Regions from separate parts of the Mus musculus genome. Here region 2 is linked to region 1. The links are chromatin contacts, called in public ChIA-PET maps. All regions are on one chromosome and are shown on one strand. Each heading gives the region's core, a stretch centred on a gene start, on an enhancer-like site or on the middle of the called end of the contact. The rest is flanking DNA. Distances are from core to core; before and after follow the strand shown.

What was found. ChIA-PET counts read pairs in DNA pulled down with a chosen protein or histone mark.
Region 2: a contact with region 1 is called in an RNA polymerase II ChIA-PET map of memory CD8 T cells, with 15 read pairs. The contact joins the promoter of Cox11 here to the enhancer-like site in region 1. A contact is called at or near these places in 11 of 39 promoter capture datasets (the C10 cell line, the HPC-7 cell line, HPC-7-derived erythroid cells and 8 more), 4 of 484 Hi-C or Micro-C datasets (CD4 T cells, CD8 T cells, the HPC-7 cell line and 1 more), 30 of 115 datasets of contacts at active chromatin or transcription factors (the NIH/3T3 cell line, acute myeloid leukemia, astrocytes and 23 more) and 3 of 9 other capture datasets (adipose tissue, liver and pancreatic islet).

The regions. Positions count from the first base shown.
Region 1 is chr11:90,260,112-90,266,773 of GRCm38.p6, forward strand. It overlaps Mmd (monocyte to macrophage differentiation-associated), which reads left to right. Exons shown (of 7, transcript NM_026178.2): 4 at 4,392-4,466; 5 at 5,934-6,035. Among named protein-coding and RNA genes, the nearest start is that of Mmd, 14 kb to the left of the region's middle. Within about 2 kb of position 4,225, at least 45 of the 459 cell types and tissues checked have an H3K27ac peak or open chromatin away from gene starts, as enhancers often do. A contact at or near this core is called in CD8 T cells, the HPC-7 cell line, acute myeloid leukemia and 4 more, where this site is marked.
Region 2 is chr11:90,634,390-90,641,051 of GRCm38.p6, forward strand. Cox11 (cytochrome c oxidase assembly protein 11, copper chaperone) reads left to right here and starts at 3,795. Exons shown (of 4, transcript NM_199008.2): 1 at 3,795-4,163; 2 at 5,988-6,143. The coding sequence starts at 3,801. Stxbp4 (syntaxin binding protein 4) reads right to left here and starts at 3,719. Exons shown (of 18, transcript NM_011505.2): 1 at 3,644-3,719.

The DNA of each region.
Region 1 (6,662 bases), core at 2,975-5,474:
CATAGGCTTTGAGCTACACCTGAATTCAAGACATACTCTTTGGATTGGATAGAGTTTTGAAGACCCAGCTGCCTTGTGTGTGTCTAAGAAAGCAGTAACCTAAGTTGGCTTTTGGGTCTTACAGCTAAAATCCCGAGAGCTTTCCAGTTCTCTCTTGTACACCAGGGGCACTACGAGAAAGAGAGCCATAGCTGTGACCTAGCAAGGAGGGACATTGAACTTTGCAGCCTTTTCCTCCTGTGTTTAGCGTTGAGCAATTCCACCCCATACAAAGAGCTCCGCTTTCCTCATTATGAAAGGATTATTGTGCCGCCTCGTGAGGTTATTGTAATGCAATATGGTGAATAAGATAATAACTATGAAAATAATCTGAAAAGTATAAAATGTAGGACGAGGTTACCGTGACAACCATCCCAGTGAAGATGAGGTACTTTCCAAACAATATCAAGGTCCTTGGCCTGGTAATAAGGATGTAAAAGTGTTTGCATTTGTCAGAATTAGGCTGGAAGACGGAGCATCATTTCTGTGGAAATGGGTGCTTTACCAAATAAAACCTTAAATAATTAAATAGATTAAACCCCAGAGAAGAAAACAATTCTCACAAGACCCTGGTCATCTTGGAGCAAAGGACCACTGATGTAGCGGGGCATGAACTTTGAGCTGGGCATGGTGGCACATGCCTGTAGTCCTAGCATGGAGGAAAGAGAAGTGGAAGAAGCGTGGGGCCGGCTTCAGCACTATGAACGAGACTGTACTTCTAATCAGAGATGTAAGGAAAGAACTTTGGTTTCATTAATTGTCAAAACCAAAGTCCTAAGCATGATGGCACTAAGACTTAGAATCCCAGTACCTGGGAGCCCGAGACACAAGGATTGTCATTCGTTTGAGGCCACCTTAGATTACAGAGTGAGTTCCAGTGAACTGCAGAGTGAGACTATCTCAACAAAACAAGCCAGAAAAAAACTGTCACTAGCAGGGAGACAGGCTTTGGGAGAGAGCTCTTCTTGTCCCCATTTTCCTCTGTATCCTTTACTGTACTGCCCGAAGCTTGCATTCTGCCACCCTTTCTTCGAAGGTGACAGTTCCCTAGGATTAAAATAAAAGCACAGCACCGAGCCACAGGGTGGTGAGAGACACACTCACAGGAGATTCACCAGAGCACCTGTACTGGCTTCCCAGGACACTCGGTCACAGGACCCAGAGGCTCCTTTGGGAGGAGGACACTTCATTATCTTCTTGGCATGGCCTGACAGTTGTGGTTGTCTTAGCATACTTGGCTCTGATGTCTAGATTTCTGAATCAATAAAGAGTTGTAGATGCCTACTTCAGTATTCAGGGCCTCCCTGGAAGAGGCTGGAGATGAAGGTATAATAGAAACGAGATTCTCTTGAACCATGAAAAATTATTGCTAGAATCACAAGTCATGAGTAGTTTTGATTGTTTTATTTTGTTTTGTTTTATCTTGCTCAACCTTCAATCAAACCATTTTTTTAAGTTCAATTTAATCTTTTTTTACTTATTCACTTTACACCCCACTTCTGGTCACCCTTCACACAGTCTTTCCCCCATCTCCCCTCCCCTTCTCCTCTGAGTGGGTAGGCCCCCGTTCCAGATATCCCCCAATCCCACTCTTGCACTTTAAGTCTCTTCGAGGCTAGGCGCTTCCTCTCCCATTGACAGCAAGGCAGCCCAACTAGAAGAACGTATCCCACCTATAGGCAACAGCTTTTGGGACAGCCCCCGTTCCAGTTGTTCAGAACCCACATGAAGACTAAGCTGCACATCTGCTACATATGTGCAGGGAGGCCTAGGTCCAGCCTGAATCACACCATTATTTTTTAATGCCTAACCAAGCCAGAATTAGGAGAGAGAAAGGAAGTCCCAATTTCTGACTATGCACTGGGTAAGTGTCTTGAAAACATAACCAATATCACCACATTTATTGTTCTGTGTTCTCAGGTTGGTCCCCCTCTTATGAGACAGTGTGACCGGAGAGGTGACTTGTGGGGAGTTTTCACCTTATGAGAAAGTGGTATCGGGAATTGCCTCTAGGGTTTCATGTGTGCCAGATAAGTGTCCTGTCACTGGGCTGCATCCCTAGACCTCGTTCTTCTTTTTATTTTGAGAACAAGTCTGGCTTAGGATAGTCTTGAACTTATTGTATCTCCCAGGTAATTAATATCATCTCAACTTCAGAAGCTGGGACCACAGGCCTGTGCCACAAGGGCAAGCTGGTGGCAGGTTACCAGCAAGACTCTAGGTTTGACTGTCTGCCCTAACAGTGCCTCGAAAGCAGAGTTAGAAAGCCCCCAAGCCTTGCTGGGAATCAAAATTATCTCAGGGGTTCAAAACAAGAAATTAAACCCTTGCTTTCTCCCTCCTGCTTCCTGGCTCCTGGAAAGTAGAGTCTTGCACCCGTGAGTCTGTGGCTCCCTGTATTCCCAGGTGATTTTTAGACGTGGTTTGATCGAATGTTTGCTTCTTTAGACCCGTGACTAAGTGATCATAACTAAACTGTAGCTTCCGTAGTATGGAGAGCCGTGAGCAATCGCCATTACAAGATGGCGCTGGCTTCCATAGTGCCTAACTGGTAAACAAGTAATGTGCGCAGGTGCAAGAGTAAATTCGTGCCAAGTCACTGCCCATCCTGGGGTGTAGTAATGGGGTGATGGGCAAACAACCAATCAGATGCTGACATGCCACACGGAGGGGTATATAAGCAGCACCATTTTCCGGGTTCGGAGTCATCCTCCTGTTGAAGCAATAAAGCTCTGCTGTAGAAGAATCCGGTTGCCCGAGTGTGTTTTACTGACGAGACATTAGCTCAGGACACCGTACCATTCTTCCGTACAGATCTGATTTTTATTTATTTGCTCTCATGACCCTGTCAGTCCACTTGGCCAACAGCATATGTGTATCATGAGGCAATGTCAAGGGCCCAAGCGCCACACAATGATAGCGTTCCATACCCTGGAAACCAAAACTAGATTGGGAACAACAGATGGAGCTGGGTGGATGGCACCTGCCTGTAATCCCAACACTGTGAGACATGGAGGCAGGAGGATCAGTAGTTCAAGCCGACCCTCAGCTACGTGGCTGACAGTCCTCTGTATTTACACCTTTATTTATTTATTCATGTTTTTAACTATTATTTATGTATGTGTGTGTGTGCATGTGTGTGAATGGATGCCGTGTGTGTGTGTATGTGTGTGTGTGTGTGTGTGTGTGTAGGCTGGAAGAGGGCATCAGATTCTCTGAAGCTGGTGTTACAGATGGGTGTGAGCTGCCTGACATGGGTGCTGGGAACCGAATGCAGGTCCTTTGGAAGAGCAGTAAGCACCTTTTAACTGCCGACCCATCTCTCCACCTGACTGCACTCATAAACGACCTCAGTAAAGCACAGCCTCCTTAGCATGCGTTTTGCGAGTCCAGCTTTGACTTTGGACCAGTTTCAAGATGCATTCGCCACCCTTTCACAGCAAAGACGCCATATTTATGTATGCTATTGCTGGCCCTAAACTACGGATTTCCCCTTTTTGCCACTTACTGTCTACCCTGGCATGTTTAAAGTGAAAGCTTGCTTAAAGATGTGTGAAAAAAAAAACCCAAAACCAAAACAAAACAAAACAAAAACAGCAACAACAAAGACAAGAATGTGAACTCAGTAAACAGAAGTCTTCAAAATGGGATGGAGACCTGTTAGAACCTCAGCCTCTCAGCCTCTGGGTCTTGACCCCTTAGGGGGTTGCACAACCCTTTTCCATGGGCTGCATATCAGGTATTTACATTACGATTCGTAACAGTAGCAGAAGTAGCAATGAAAATCATTTTATGGTTGGGAGGTCACCACAACATGAAGATCTGTATTAAAGGGTCTTAGCATTAGGAAGGTTGAGCACCACTGTGGTACAAGGATGTGGGTGGGGCAAGCAGGAGCTGGTAAGAGATTGTGGAGGGGTGACTATGACAGAATATGTTATGCATGTATATGAAATGGTCAAAAAAAAAGGAGTTTAAACCAAAGAAAGGATTTTTAGGGCTTGGTAGCTGGGCATGAGGACTGAGCCATGTACTGTGATAGGAACCAAGGTGCTGTCTCCCCTCACAGCATTTCATCTTCCAAACGAAAAGGGAAACATCAAAGACTCATGTCACCTGACTGCCGTGGGGCTCCCCCATCTCACGTCCGGTTATGTGTATGACCTAAAACTGTAGAGCTTCGCCTGTGGCTTCCTGTCATTAAAAAGCAGAGCTGCGGCTTGGAAGGGCGAGCTGTGGATGCCCAGGGGCAGTGAAGCAGGCAGAGTGATTGTAACCTTGCAGAGTGGTACCCAGACTTCCTGTCTGAAGGTTTTGACCCGTTCCCTTACCCTCTTCCCTTCCCCCAACAGAACAGTGGAGCATTGTTTCCACATGTGCGATCGGATGGTCATCTACTTCTTCATTGCTGCTTCCTACGCCCCATGGTAAGATAGCATCCTGTACCCTGGGAAAGCATCTTTGTGATAAAGACCCTCACTCCTTCCCTTCCCTTCCCCTTCCCCTTCGAGGTCCTCCTGCGTGTACTCTGCCCCTCTCACAGGGCACACTTGCACCCCCACCCCCAGTTTGGTTTACTTGGATACATTACTCATGATTTGGAAGGACTGTCTGCTTGAGATTATTTGGGGGGGGGTGCTGTGAACTTGGGTATAGCTAGCAGGCTTCCCTTCCCCCTCCATCTTCTTTCCATATATCTCTGCTGCTTTTCAGAATATGTGACGATTGAATTTGGTGAATGGAGATGCTGTAAATGCATATGAGGAAAGGCAAGCATCCTTTAGAAATGTATACCCTTTGTTTCTGCCCACTCCGTAGCCCAGTAGCTACTGTCCACACATTTCTCATTACTGCTAACTAGCCAAACGAGTTAAATATATCAAGTCTCCTGTGCAGTTTCCTTGATCTTACTGCCCTTCTGAGGTAGATCACACGCCTTCAAAGCCAAAACTAAAGAAACTATAGTTTCTCCCCTAGACCTGGCCCAGTTTTAAAACCTCAGAACTTCCCATTGACCCATCTACTGCTCTAGTCAATAGAAACAGCAGGCCTCTAGAATCTGCCTCATGCCGACTCAGTCACTCAAAAGAAATGTAATTATCTGTTTGAATAAAAAACTGTCCAAGGCCTCTCCAGTACCTCTCACTAAATTATAGGTCTGATTCATATACGAGCAAGCATGCCTAAAAGCTTTTGTGAAGCAATTTAAAGTGGATAAATATGGGAAAAAAACAATTAAGCATGAACTCAAGAATCACACAGAGAGTAGGCAGTCTGTTCCTGTATAGTTTTAGATATGTCCATAGTTAATTTTCCTTTTCGGGAATATTAGTTTTATAGTTCTAGCCAAACTGAACATTTGTTTTTCGAATTTGTTTTTAATATACCCGGGCACATGACATTGTGGTATGTTGAACTGTGACAGAACAGGTCCCATAGCACATGCTGAAGGAGTTCTCATGTTCTGTCTTGGCAGAGAGGTTGCTAAAGGAGACATGTATATTAGGTGTCTGCTGTGGGTATGTGATCCGGGTTCAGGATTTTATTCTGGGTTCTCAATAAGCTTTGTCAGCATCCCAAATATGTAGTCAGAAATAAAACCGCCAGTAGCCTTTACTTCAGTGTGTCCCCGCTAGGGAAAGTCAGGTTTGACAGCATACTGACATGTCTGGTTTTAGCTGGTGCTATTTTTAAATCGTGTGTAACTCTGAATACTAAAATTCGACCAGCAGTTTTTACCTTGAATGATTCGTTTCACCCAAACTTGCCAAAAGCCTCCTTGCTATGTTGAAGGCCGTATCTTTCTGTCACCCTGTTGTTTGCTGTTTGTTGTCACTAGGAGAACATGGGCTCCCGATTCCTGTCATTTACGCCTTTGTCATTTGCATCTATAGGTTAAATCTCCGTGAACTTGGACCCCTGGCATCTCATATGCGTTGGTTTATCTGGCTCATGGCAGCTGGAGGAACCATTTATGTATTTCTCTACCATGAAAAGTAAGAGAAAGATCACTTCCGTTCGATAATTTAACAATTAACTGCCTAAATTATCCCTGTGGTACATTGCAGTTTCCTCTGTGCTGGTGTCTCACAATAGTAGAAATACATAAAAAGAAAATGTATTGCTTTTTAATAAGTCTTTAATGCCATCTGGAATTCACTATTGCTGCACAGGCTGGGGTGGGAAGGCAAAAATGTGTCACAATGAGGTTGAAGGACATTTTAGAGCCCTAGGGACTGTTGTTATTATTATTATTATCATCATCATCCAGAGGCAAGCTAGCCCCTGTCTGTTTCACAGATGTCTTAAGTGGAGACTAGTTCCCTTCCAGTTTCCATGGGGATGACAGGTAACCGATGATAAGTGTCACAGCACAGTACTCACCTACATAGAAATCTGGAGAGTGTTTGAGGAAAGAAGCTAGTGTTGGACACAGCTTTTCCCCTTACTCACAGTGTGAGTATAAACAAAGGCAGATTGAAGTGCACCGTCTGGCTCCAAAGGAGACCTTCAGGGTCATCACCGTCAGCTGTAGGCATGAAAATTACCCACATGAGAGCCGGAAGAAAATGAACTTTGCTATGAGATTGTCTTCTAAGAAAGTTAGAAGCTGCACCCATGAA
Region 2 (6,662 bases), core at 2,545-5,044, 370 kb after region 1:
ATGAATCAGGATGTCACTATGTGACTCCTAAGGAAATTCAATGAGACAGGCACATTGCTTCAGTTGTGCTGCTACAAAGGCTCATAAAAATCATACACAATCCGGGCAGTGGCGGCACACGCCTTTATTCCCAGCACTCGGGAGGCAGAGGCAGGTGGATTTCTGAGTTTGAGACCAGCCTGGTCTACAGAGTGAGTTCCAGGACAGCCAGGGCTACACAGAGAAACCCTGTCTCAAAAAAAACAAAACAAAACAAAACAAAAACAAAAAAAAGTCATAACAAAAATCATTTACATGCATACCAAGGGATAGTGTACCAATTAACCATGAGGTAGTTAAACATCTCAAGGCCATGGAGAAAGGCTAAAGAACAGCTTCACACTGGTGCAAACTAAAGGGCAAGACAACTGGAAGCCAGGGGCCGTCCTGGACCAGATTCTAGAACTAAGTTGGAAACAGCAGCATACGCAGTATTAATTTCAGCAGAGTTCTTGGACACCAGGGTGTGAAGTTCTGAACTGGCACATTCCTTAAAACCCACAGGTTGAAAACCTGGCCCTGGTGGAGCTCTGTTCAGATGGTGAAAGAGCTATTAAGGTTAAATGAGAACATAATGGTGGAACAACCGACTGATCAGAAGGGGTTAGTGCTCCTTTAAGAAAGACATCAGCAAGATTGCTGACTCCTGTCAGGCATGGGAGGACACAAGTCTGCCACAAGTGAGAGAGAATCCTTATGAGAAATCAGCCACCACCTTGATCTTGGTTCTCCAGCTTCCAGAAATATAATACATTTGTTGAGTAACCTGTTTCTGAAGTGTGCTGCTATGATGGGCCAAGGTGATCGCATGGTATTACTATGCTATGATAGCACAGCATTGGGCTGATGTTAAATACTTGATGGATGCCTGTGCTGTGTCCTTGTAATCAACACTCATGCAAGGATCCAGTTTACAGTTCCAGGATATCGTCTGTCTGCCCTCGTCTCCAAGAGTACAGAGATCTTTAAGATCTTGGAAACCAGGTGAAGGATAAGTTGGGAACGTATTATTTCTGCAATGTTTATATAACTTTTAAATCATTTCAAAGTGAATATTGGAGATTGAAACATTTTAGCTACCATCCAAAAACACTTTTATATACATGAGCTGTTATTTTTCATTATCATACAGGAATTGGATTGGTACCTATTTCATTTTATTAAAAGAGAAATCTAGAAAGACCTACATCACTTTACTGCTATCAAAATGGCTGTTCCTCAGATATTCACTTTCAATTAATAAGAAAGCAGTCATGATTGCAACCCTATTATTGACACATTTATACAGCTGTTTTGAAAAATATGGAGAAACAATAGCTGGAAAGGGAAAATAGTTGAAGGAAATATATTGTTAGCTTTAAGCACATTAGCATTAGCATAGGATTTTAAAAACATTTACAAGTATATTGTCTGCGTGTAGGTGCCATGTATGTGCAGTGCCTGAAGAAGCTAGAAGAAGCCAGGAACTGAAGTCAGAGACAGTTCTGTGTCCCTAGGTGAGTGCAGGAAACAGAAGCCAGGTCCTCTGCAAGAACAGCAAACGCTCTTAAGGTCTGAGCCACCTCTCCAGCCCCCTCATATGGAATTTGAGTCTATGCAGTAAGAAAAGTAAAATGAGAGCAAAATGTTGACAATCTGGTATCAGAATGAAAGTACATGTAGAGGGAAAGGGTGACCAAACACTGTCATACCAAGATGGGAGAAGAGAAGTCTGTAACTTCAGTGACCACCTACTAGAGTGATGTCCTAGACGATGCCTACAGCCCTCAGCGCTGTGGCCACTATTCAGTTACTTCTTCAAGGCCATCATCTCCACTGTCACTAACATGCAGATGCCCCTCACTTCTGCTTCCCCTTGCCCTGCTCATTCTCACCGTGTGACTTACATCATGTTCTTCCTGCAGTGTGAATCAAATCATATCCGATCACTCCCATTTTGTCCCTTAGCCATGGCTGAAATAGCTCTGTAGTATCAGGTGTCTGTACCTGCTGTGACCCCATTTCCTTTCACTGTTAACTCTGCTCGCTCTGCACGCTCCACACGGACCCTGGTTTTTTTTGTTGTTGTTTGTCTTTGTTGATATTCAATCCTATCCAACTTATTTCTGTCTCTGGACTTGTGTACGATGTGAGATTTTTGTCTCGTGGGTAGCTCTTTCACAGTTTGGGAGTAGGCTCAAATGTCACCCCCAGGAAGACCTTCTTTTACCTCTTTAGACCTTCTTTTACCCTCCTCATTGTCACTCTCAATGACTTCATGCCATCATCAGCTAGTTTCATAGCAGACACTGTTAGTTGAAATTCCTTTATTTTACATTTATTTTCTGAGTCCTTCAGTAGAGGCTGCAGTCAATAACAAAAGTGATTGTGCCTGACTTAGTTTGGAATGTCCCCAGCAAACTAAAAAGGTGTATGGCTCAGTGAGAGTCAAGGAATACGTGCTGATTGACTGATAGCTCTTCCAGTTTTCGGTTCCAATCCACAATGTGGGGATAGTTAGACCCACAGAGGCCATCAGAAATAAGCTCTAGCTTATGGAGGTGGAAAGGTGGGCACGAGAGAGCTATTGGCTTCTTACAGCTTCTGGAAGAAGGAAAGTCAGTTTTCTTTAATGGTGCAATTGATCACACCGATCACACTCACAGACTAACACATCAATGAGTTAGTTCGCCTTCAGCCTGGACTCTGGATAATAATAATGTGGGGGGGGGGGTAGTTTTGGGAGGAGCCTGGAGTAGGGGATGAATATGACCCAAATACAGAGTAAAATACCCTCAAAGAATTAATAAAACCAAACCATTATTTTGAAAAAGAAATGACCTAACTTTTATAAAATTCTTACTATGCTTCAAGCAATGGCAAAAATCATATTATATTCTTACCCTCCTTGAATTACTGTGATTTCCATTCACGAAATAGGGCCATCAGGTTACGGAGAAGTCATATTAAAATTAAACTTATGCAAGGACAAGACTTGTGTAAATTCATTGATGCTTAACCTCCGAATCTGCTCTCAGTGCTATTTAATATTTATTGGTCCTTGTTTGTGGAACATTTAGAGAACTGAAGAAAGCTTTAGCGTATTTCCCAGGGGTCTGTGCCTGCAAGATGCACGTCTTTATTCCTTCAGTCCCTCCTTTAAAGGCCCTCCTGTCCTGGTCCCTCTATTCTGAACAAACTTGGTTTTTTCGGCGGCTGTCTGACCTAATGGTTTTGCTGGGTAAACAGCAGAGGGGTGATGAGCGCAGTGGGAGACATCTGCCCATGGGGCTGAGAAGATGCACAGGTCGGGGTGTTGGAGAGAAAGGCGGTTCTCATACTAAGTGTTCCAGAAAGAGGGACGTTGGTTTGCCTGCGCTCAGTCAGCGGCGGAAAGCAACGGGGCTGAGCGAACCCCAAGTGAGAGCCCCGCGGCAGAGCTGCCGCTGGGGGCCGCTAGGTCGAGACAAAGGCTGGCGAAGTTTGGGGAGATGGGGATACAAGCCCCAGTGAGGAGCTTGCACGCCGAAGGCCCAAATGCATTTTCTGCAAAGTAAACTAAAGAAGCATCCCAAGGAAACAAAAGTGCGAGGCACAGTCACTTAGCAAGAAAACGCGAACTTACCCTCTTCGGGCCACCCGGCCTCCGTAGCGCCACTGCTAACTGTGGAATCTGGTAGTCAAGGCAGCAGCGGAGGCTCAAGCCGGGTACCGCGAGACTCGCGAGGTCTCGCGAGATCTCGCCAGCGGCCCCGCCAGGCGGGCATTCTTTCCGGGGGGTTATGGGAGGGCTCTGGTGTCCGGGATGGAGGTTGGTGGCTTCGTGTGGCCGGGGCTGGAGGCAGCCCGGGTGGTCAGGGCGGACTGTGGTGAACGCAGAGCTGGTGCTTAGGCCCGGGTGGGATGGGCTCGGAGGCGCGGAGCGGGGTCTGAGACGCCTCGGGACATGGAAGCGCCCGTGCGGGGTCCGGGGGCCCGCGACGCAGCCGCCACGGCGGCCGAGGAGCAGCAACCCTTTCCAGCGCGCGCAGGAGGACGAGTGGCGGCGGCGGAACAAGACGGTGCTCACCTACGTGGCCGCGGCCGCCGTGGGCATGCTGGGGGCCTCCTACGCCGCGGTGCCCCTCTATCGGCTCTACTGCCAGGTAAGGGAGGGGACGAAGCGCGGCACGGATCCCACCTGAGCCATCCCCCTGCCGGGGAGGCCGAGGTCACCCGCCGGAGGGGGGAGGGGGGCGTCGCCTCGGATCCAGACCGGGAAGGACGTGCCCAAGGTCACTAAAAAACCTTGCAAGTGGAAGCCGGTTCCGGTAATGATGGAGCTGGTGCCACCCTTCAAAGGGCTATCAGCACAGCCATTCTGTGAAGCGCGGGGAGAAGGTACCGCTGACACTTGGTGAGTTAGAGCGGCTGTCGCATACCTGGAGGTTCACAGGACACCTCCCCTGCCCCAGATAGTTGTCCAACCTAAAATGCTAATAGTATACAGTGGTGCCGAGACCCACAGAAATGGAATTGACACTCCTGTGTTCAAGCTTTCCTCATTCTAGGTTAGCATCATCAGCCTAGGCTAGTTTAGCATCATCAGGCTAGGCTGGGTTAGCCTGAGGTTTAAAAAAAAAAAAAAAGGAAAAAAACCCTAAAATCAAGTTCCACGTTAAGCACCGATATTTCCAAAAGAATGCCCTGTTACTTGTGGAATCAACGAGTTTTAGAGAAGGAAATAAATAAATAAGGGAAGCCATAGAATGGTCCCTCTTCATGAGCAAATTAAAATGTAACCCAGGAAAACTGTGACAGACTCAGTAATATAGGCTTGAGCCCAGGACATTATTTTTCTGTTTTCTACCTTTTAGTTTAAACACCAAACTTGAGAAACTTCAATAACATGTCCCTAGAATATATAAGGAATTGTTTTGTTATTGAAAGACGGAACACTTAACTTGCTTTTTCTTCAGCGGATTTAAATCCTTTATGAAAAAAAAAATAGTTCATCTTAAAACTGAGTCTCTGAAACAGAATCATATCCTTACCTGTTAACTAAGGTCAAATTTATGATTTCTCTTTTAGGATTAAAGTTTAATTTGACAATATTGAGAGAAATTGAAAAAGCTAAGTAACGTGTGTAACAAGTGAAAGAAAGATAATAAAATATTAATATGGTAGGGTTTTTTTTTTTTTTTTTTTTTTTTTGCATCTTCCTTTAGCCTCATTCGGCTTTTTGTTTTTCTGGTGTAAGAAAGGTGAATTATCTGGCAGTGAGAATTGTGATAACCTCAGGCAGCAGTGTGTACACCTTGGAAGTAACACCACCTCTACCTCTAATGAGGAAATAATGGTGATGGGGAAACGTCAGACACAAATTACTCTTTTGCTACTTTAGGGTAGTTGGCGGGCAGGGTAGCCAGACAAGAGGAAGAAAGTCAGGGCCTCATTAACTGTGATGAAGGGTAAATAGGTGTGTATGCAGAGAATTACAGCTAAGAGGCAGGAAAACATTAATCTCCCAAGTGGGAAAACAGTCATGATGCCCTAGGAAAGCAGAATATAAGAATAAAGTTATGAACTTAATTTGAACTATAAAACCCATGGTACAGAAAAGTATACACAGGAACATGGATTCCTTGTTTAAGTTAAAATGACCAGGTTTGGTTCAACTTTTTAAGTGAATAATAGTTTATGTAAAATATACTAGCCAGCGAAGGGGACTGTGTTTAATGAAAGTTACACTTGAAAATATTTGGTATCCTCTCAGAGATTAATAGTTTGTCTTCAAATTTTGCTTTTCAAAAGTAGGAATCACTTTAACAAATATAGGCAAACCGTTGATGCAGTTACAAGAATGGCCAGAGGTAGCATACAGTTTGGCTCCAAGTAGAACATTCAATCGCTTTCCAAATGTTACTTTTCTGCAGTAAGTCCGTGAAGATCTAAACCCTGCTGTTTACCATATGCAGTGTCTGTTGTAGACTACTGGACTTGGAGGATCAGCAGTGGCCGGGCACTCCTCAGACCAGATCGAGAACATGGTGCCTGTCAAGGACCGGGTCATTAAGGTCACCTTCAATGCTGACGTTCATGCCAGTCTCCAGTGGAACTTCAGACCTCAGCAAACAGAGATCTATGTGAGTGTCTAGTGCACCTGTCTAAGGTCATTTCAAAACGCTAGGCCACCCCACGAATAATTACACTCAATAATTGTGAAATATAATTCATGAAATGTAGTTGTACAAGTGTTTTGAAATGTCTACTTTTTTTGTGGATAGTTTCTTTATTTACAATATTTCAAATATTATCCTCCCTGTCCTCACGCCCCCTGCTTCTATAAGGGTGTTACTCCACCCACCCACCCACTCCCACCTCCCTGCCCTTGATTCCCCTACACTGGGGCATCTATCAAGCCTTCATAGGACCAAGGACCCCTCCTCTCATTGATGCCTGACAAGGCCATCCTCTGCTACATATGCAGCTGGAGCCATATGTACTCCTTGGTTGATGGCTTAGTCCCTGGGAGCTCTGGGGGGTCTGGTTGGTTGATATTGTTGTTCTTCCTATAGGGTTGCAAACCCCTTAAACTACTTCAGTCCTTCTCTAACTCCTCTATTGGAGACCCGGAGATCAGTCCAATGGTTGGCTGAGAGCAT